2 separate regions of the Gossypium hirsutum genome follow, and region 2 is linked to region 1. The links are chromatin contacts, called in public Hi-C maps. All regions are on one chromosome and are shown on one strand. The core of a region is the stretch at or near the end of the contact, and the rest is flanking DNA. Distances in the headings are between cores, read along the strand shown. Region 1 holds the start of LOC107938451. Region 2 holds the start of LOC107905242 (serine/threonine-protein kinase PBS1).

Evidence for each region. Hi-C and Micro-C count contacts between places; a contact is called where the count stands out from the background.
Region 2: a Hi-C map of leaf shows a contact between it and region 1, with 2.0 times the contacts expected there. The contact joins the promoter of LOC107905242 here to the promoter of LOC107938451 in region 1. A contact is called at or near these places in 2 of 34 Hi-C or Micro-C datasets (both in leaf).

The regions. Positions count from the first base shown.
Region 1 is chrA01:1,931,787-1,935,213 of Gossypium_hirsutum_v2.1, forward strand. LOC107938451 reads right to left here and starts at 1,648. Exons shown (of 4, transcript XM_016871621.2): 1 at 1,164-1,648; 2 at 1-328. The coding sequence starts at 1,418. LOC107938474 (protein MEI2-like 4) reads right to left here. Exons shown (of 16, transcript XM_041117685.1): 14 at 3,379-3,427; 15 at 3,104-3,283; 16 at 2,496-3,014. The coding sequence ends at 2,889.
Region 2 is chrA01:2,120,972-2,124,398 of Gossypium_hirsutum_v2.1, forward strand. LOC107905242 (serine/threonine-protein kinase PBS1) reads right to left here and starts at 1,620. Exons shown (of 5, transcript XM_041117717.1): 1 at 1,075-1,620; 2 at 340-545. The coding sequence starts at 1,195. It overlaps LOC107905240 (serine/threonine-protein kinase PBS1), which reads right to left. Exons shown (of 5, transcript XM_016831842.2): 5 at 3,228-3,427.

The DNA.
Region 1 (3,427 bases), core at 398-2,897:
GAGGGCCAACAAACCAGACTGCCATGGGGTTCTCGATAACATACTGAACCAAGTTCTCTCCGGCTGGTTGAGCAAGGACTAAGTAGGTTGCCAATGATCCAACAACACCGAGGACCCAAAACGCTTGAAGGGTGCGTTTAAGCTCGGTTATATAGATGTGAATCAAGTACAAGGATAGCCCTAGTCCACCAGCACCGATCAAGTAGATCAAATTAAGGTTGTTTTCAATAATTTCTTTCAATGTAAAGCCATCAGGTAAAAATGCAGCTGATGAAGCAATTAGAAAGGATGAAGCAGCAGTTACTAATCCTGACCTATATAAAAGAACCTGCCAATAAAAATATATATATATTTCAGCTCAAAGGGTTCATCAAAATTGTGTTTTTCCCAAGGATTTCAGAACCTGATGGCTGGTTGAATCAGTCATGCCACCGGTTTACTAGTCCCTAGTCCGACTGTTCTGTCTAGTTTGATTAAATAAATTATTCAAAAGAAAATTCAGGTTCAACCGGTCAGTACCAATTCCCGGGTCAACCGGTATAATGCCTTTCCTCGGACTGATACCCTGTCCGGTTTAAACATCGTTGGTTTTTCCTCTTGAAAATTCTCAGAAAATATTCACAGATTCACTCAAAGGAAATATAGAAATAGCAAAAGGGTATCAGAATTGGTTTCCCTTCATGCAAATTCCAAGAAAATTTTCACAAATTACTCAAGGAAATACAGCAAGAACAAAAAGGGCACAAACTAGTTTTCCCTCAGGCGAATTCCCATAAAATTTTCACAAATTACTCAAGCAAATACAGCAAGAGCAAAAGGGAATCAACATTGTTTTCCCTCATGCAAATTCCCAGAAAAAATTCACAGAGAACTAAGGAAATACATCAAAAGCAAAAGGACATCAAATTTGGTCTCCTCTTGCAAATTCCCAGAAAATTTTCACAAATTACTGAAGGAAATACAGCAAAAGCAAAAGGGTATCGAATTGATTTCTCCCATTCAAATTCCAGAAAAAATTTCACAAATTATTCAAGCAAATTCAACAAGAGCAAAAGGGTACCTAACCAGTGTTCCCTCAATCAAATTCCCAGAAAAAATTTCACATATTACTCCAGAAAAACTAATCAAGAGCAAAAAGGGTATTGAAAATCAAAACTCATTACCTCTCTTACATCTTCAGGATCAATAGTCCATGGACCAAAAGCGCCTTGATAAACCGTCCTATCAATAGAACCCTGAGAGCTTTCACTCGCAGCATTGCACTTTATCTTCCTATTTCTAAAACCCAACGAGGACGAAGATGATGAGAAAAGAAATGGCTTCGCTTGGTTCGTGGAAGGCTTAATTTTGGGTTTGTTAAATGTAGTGGAAGAACAAAGGGGAGTTAATGAAGTGGTCGATAATACTCGAGACGCCATAACCAAGAGGATTTTGCTCGATTCTTTTTTGAGTTTTCAGTGGCTTGTAACGTGGATTAATCTAGACAATCTTTGATACTTTGTCATTTTATTGGGATCAGATAATTTTGATTATATCAGATATTTTCCTGTTGATAAACGTGTTGAGTTGAGATGGCCGAGTAAAAGTTCCTGGTCCGAAAAGAACACTTTTTAGCCTTGTCTTCCTTTTTTTGTTTTAACATATGATGAAATCAATGTTTGTTGGAAGCCCATTCGAATTTGGACCAAATTTGTTTAAGAATTGGATTATTTGCTTGGTCTGAAAATCTCAATATGATCTGGATTGGTTTGAATGGCTTGAATCAGAGGTGTTCATGGTGTAGTCAGTCAGCTCTATCTTGGGTTGAGTTTTGGTTTAATTATGTATGTTTAAGAATCAAATTGATCAAATTTATAAATTTAGAGGGTTAAATTTATTAAATTATTTAGAATTAAGATAAAATTGATAGAATATGTAAGTATTGATCACTAAATATGTTATTATACTAACTAGAGAAAAGCCATGTTAACCATTTAAGGAAGAATAGTCAAAACAGAACTGATCTAAAATGTTAATGATGAAATTGAAAATTTTTATAATTTGGTGACCAAAATAGAAGTATACTAATAGTTGGGTGGCTGATTGTATAGTTTACCCTAAAAAAAAGTTAAAATATGCTATAAGCCATTATACTCTTCGAAAATTTAAATTTTAATCTTTGTACTTTTATTTCTAAAAATTTAGTCCTATTTTTCAAATTTGAAAATTCAAATTTAACTATTAATATTTTGTTAAACTCAAATTCATTACATCATCATTTCTTTTAATTACATGGATACAAATTGAATATATTTTTCTAATTTCAAAAAATCACACCAACAAATTCAATAAAAAAATTTAATAGTGTTAAGTGTTAACAATTGAACCTAATTTTGAAATCTAAATATAAAGATACTAAATTCCTAAAAATAAAAGTACAAGGACTAAATTCTAAATTTATGAAAAGTATAGAGACCTATGGCATATTTTAACCTTGAAAAAAAGCTCATCAGCAATAAATAATAATGATAAATTTTCATTGATCAAACAGAAAGGTACACAAACGGAAACTCAAAAGAATTTGGATTCACAATACACACAAACTCTTTAGTAAAATTTAAACAACTTTTCAAGTCCTTGACTTCCCAGCAATTTGCAGATTGGGATCTACAAAAGCTTTAAAAAATGTCAATGAAAAATAGCAACAAAAGCTTTATCTTTTTTACAATGCCATGAATGATAGGATATACATTCTATTTGTTTTTTATAATTTACTCTTTTTGTATCAATCAAAATTTAGATTCACTTTAAGTTTCACCTGATCTCGGATGGATGTGGTTTTACGAAAAAGGTTAGTGCCGATCGAAAGGAAAATCGGTTTTGTTAGCCTGACTTACTTTGAAAGTTTCTCAGTTAGATGAATTCGCTTCGTTTTCCGAATTTGAAGGGCTTTCTTGATTATTCTCCTTATTGTTGAAGGAACGAGCTGCTTTTCCGGGTCTAGTTCGAACATTAACCCCTACCGGAAACGGCACCTGCAATGCAAAAGGAGGGAAACAGACTTGTGTGAGAGCTTTTTCGAGCTTAAGGATACCCTGTTATGCAAGAAATCAAAGCAACATACCTGATCACCGACATTATGGCCGTCGGTGTTAAAGAGTATAGGTCGGCATCTCTTGTCTTCGTTCATCAAGCTCGAGTTCTGAAAATGTGCAATAAGGGCTGCTTTCCCTTGTATACGAGCATATGCAAGCGAAGCCACCTTCTCACTGTTGAATTTCTCCCAATTTTTCCCATTGAATGCCTGCCACAATTTGATTCTTTTAGTTTTTTACCTTATTGGGTTCTTTTTTTTTCTCCGAATATACCCCAATGACTCGAAAATTTCGGAATACAAACCTGATAAAACGAAATGACTTGGCTCGGTTCGATCATGTTTATAAATGCA
Region 2 (3,427 bases), core at 370-2,869, 190 kb after region 1:
CTTTATTTGACCAAAGGATCAATTATACTCCGATATTAATCGATCATCTAGATAGATATCATTAGATCATATTAAAGAACTGCATCCAAGTTCGATTATTTTAACTTTTAAATAGATTTCCACTAAGATTGAACCAGATATGGCCAATACATTCTTAATGACGATATTTCCGGCTTTACTAATGCTTCACGTGCTACGTTAATAAATTTTAGAATCTTAGATAAAAGCCTCCAACCTCTAAATATTATACAACTTCCATGTTTCCTTTTGTGGCATAAAGACAAATAAAATATGGTTTGAGGCTCGAACAAAACAAGGGCTGAAGCAATAAACAATTACCTGACCAGTGCTCTCGAGCTGCCCTTTGTAAACATGTCCGAATCCACCTTCACCTAAGAAAGACTCCGGCCTGAAATTCTTCGTGGCAGCGGCAAGCTCGCGAAAACTAAAAATATGGGCAGCAATTTGAACACCAGGACCATCCCTGGGACATGGTAGTTCCCTTTTGGACCCTCCATTACTCCTCGATCTAAGCCGGTCCCCTCCTGCCAAAACTCCATTGAAACAGACACTATTTAAAGATCTAAAGTACCATTCACATACAAAGAAACAATCTACCAACAAAAGATATATGGACTTGCTTATCATATTCTAAAGAAAGCCAATTTTAGTTTAAGATATTAAATTAATTCCAATTTATCAATATCATCATTAGATCCTAATTACATCAAAACAAAAACAACCCAAACTTTAAATCTCTAAAATTTTTTTAAAAAGCATCATTATATTCTAAAGTAAGCTATTTTTAGTTTAAGATATTGAATAAATTCCGATTTATCAATATCATCATTAGATCCTAATTACATTTAAAAAAAAACACCCAAACTTAAATCCCTAAAAACATCCATAGGGTTAAATAAAAAAAATAACAATGATAAAATTTTACAACAAAAAAACAAGCATACCATCATCTAAACATTGAAATAATAATAATAATAATAACAGAGAAAACCCAGATCAGATCAAATGAATAAAGTAATTAATTTTCTTTCTTTTTTTTAATTAAAAGCTAACCTGATGACAATCTGGAAATATTAGAGGAAACAGTAGGTTGGGCTTGCTTTGGATCATTGCTTTCATTTACAGTATTTAACTTCTCTTCTTCCTTCGAATCGAAACAAGAAAAACAACCCATCCCTTAAAAGAAAATTTCAAAACGAACCCAGAAATCAAATTTCCTTAAAAGTCCTAAAAATTATATCAGATTTACCGTTAACTTGGCATTCCCAATACTTTCTTTTTTTTTTACAAAAATTCAAAATAAAAAGTTATAAAAATTTTGGGCACCCTCGATTCTATGCCTTTAAACGATCAAATCATTGAAAAATAAAGGATTCAATGAACGTAATTAAAAATTATGAAAGGGTTTAATTAAATATATTTGAAAGTAAAAGAGAAATTTTTGAAGCAAAATAGAAGAAGAAGAAGAAGCCGGCTTTGGGTTACCGGATATTATGTATTAAAAAAAATTTATAACTACCACCTCACTCTCTTCCTTTTGACCATATAGAGGGAAAACTTGGATAAAATGAAGAGTAAATCACACCCATGGTGATTCTACAATTGGACTTGTTCTATTTTTGTCGCTTTAAATGTTTCCTTCAATTTACTCACTCTAATTATAATAAGGTAAAATGGTCTCTCCAGTCCCTATCAATTGCAATTTTGAGCAAATTAATCCCTCTAAAAAACTTAGAACAATTTAATCCTTATCAATTTTAAAAGTGAGCAATTAAGGACAACTAATCAAGGTGTCAATCGTGGATAAGTTTGATTGGTATAATAATAAATTTAGCACTTAATGTTTACATATTTTGTTAATTTGGTCTTGATTCTAAAAAATTCAACAAATTTAGCCTCAACATTTACACATTTACAAAAGGACTGCGGGCTAAATTTGTTAAATCATGACTAAATTGATAGAATATTTAAATTATGATAGCTCAATTTGTTATTAAACCAGTCAAATTTATGTAAAAATTGATGAAAAACATTAATATTGTGGTTAATTGTCTTTAATTGCTCACTTTTAAAATTAACAATGATTAAATTACTCCGATTTTTTTGAGAGGGACCAATTTGCTCAATATCAAAATTGAGAGAGACTAAAGAGGTTTTTTTTACTTTAAAATAATTTTGCAATCACTACCGTTAAAATTTTCGTTTCCCTCTAATGGCTTAAAAAAAATTCTCGTTGTTTCCTTTACTACCTTATGTTTTCTTTTCACTTTTCGATTCCCTCCTCTTTTTTTCTCTTTTGAACGGTTTGATTGCAGATGTGGTCTTTGAGCTCATGGTGAGTTGCAAGAACGGCGATAGCTTCTCAGCCAAAATGGAAGAAAACGTCGTCCGTTAATTCGCTTCTGAGCTTGATGTCATCGAAGCTCTCTCTTATTTCTCTCATCTCAAAAAATATTGGGCTATGTATTATCAGGGGATCCGACACCATTTCAAACAGTACTCGCCATTTCAAGTTAATTTAGTTGTTTAGCAAAACCTAAAACACCAAACATTCTCCCAACTTCGTCATTTAAACTAAAGTAACATTTGGTTTTTAGGTGAATTCTTAATAAATTTATTATTTAATTATTTTCGCCCACATCTTAATTTTGTCATAATCTTATTGATAATATCGTTAACTGAGTTAATGTCATAAGTTAACTTGATATCAATTCAAGAAAAATGACGAAATTATGATAAACTATTAGAGTGCATTTAATATTCTTAATATTTACCTATTTATATTTCATTTTGCTCGCAGTTTAAACTGATCATATTGTATATATCCTATTATTATTAATTTCAAATACTACATTTTATTATTTATTATATGTTATTTATACATGCATCCATAGATTCTAAATACGTAGTTTCCACGTGCATACGTTTGTGATAGAATTTTTAGTATTATTTATTTATTTTAATTGAAATTAACATTCTTAATTATTTTTAGTATTATATTATAATCATTTTACTGACTCGTAATGCCTTGAAATCGAAATGCACAAGTTTAGTATACATATAATTATTATATATATTTTTTTGTTTGTTAATTATAATTTATTTTTCTAATAAAAATCCTTTTAACAGCTTTAAATTAAATGATTATTATATTTATGTTATTTCAAAAATTACCAATTTTTGTTATAATTTATATAAAGGATCGATAAAGAAAATTGTCTATTTGTTTTAAATTTAAACGTAGTCAATCATTATAATTTATATAAAGGGACCTGAATGGGAGTTCAAGAATATGTCAGCATCGAAGGCCTTGCACTTTGTCTCCGCATCAAGGCCGATCGGGCCGAGCTTTTTGGATAGAACGAGCCGAAGAGAGCTCGGATATGTGTTTTTTTTTTTCATCTGG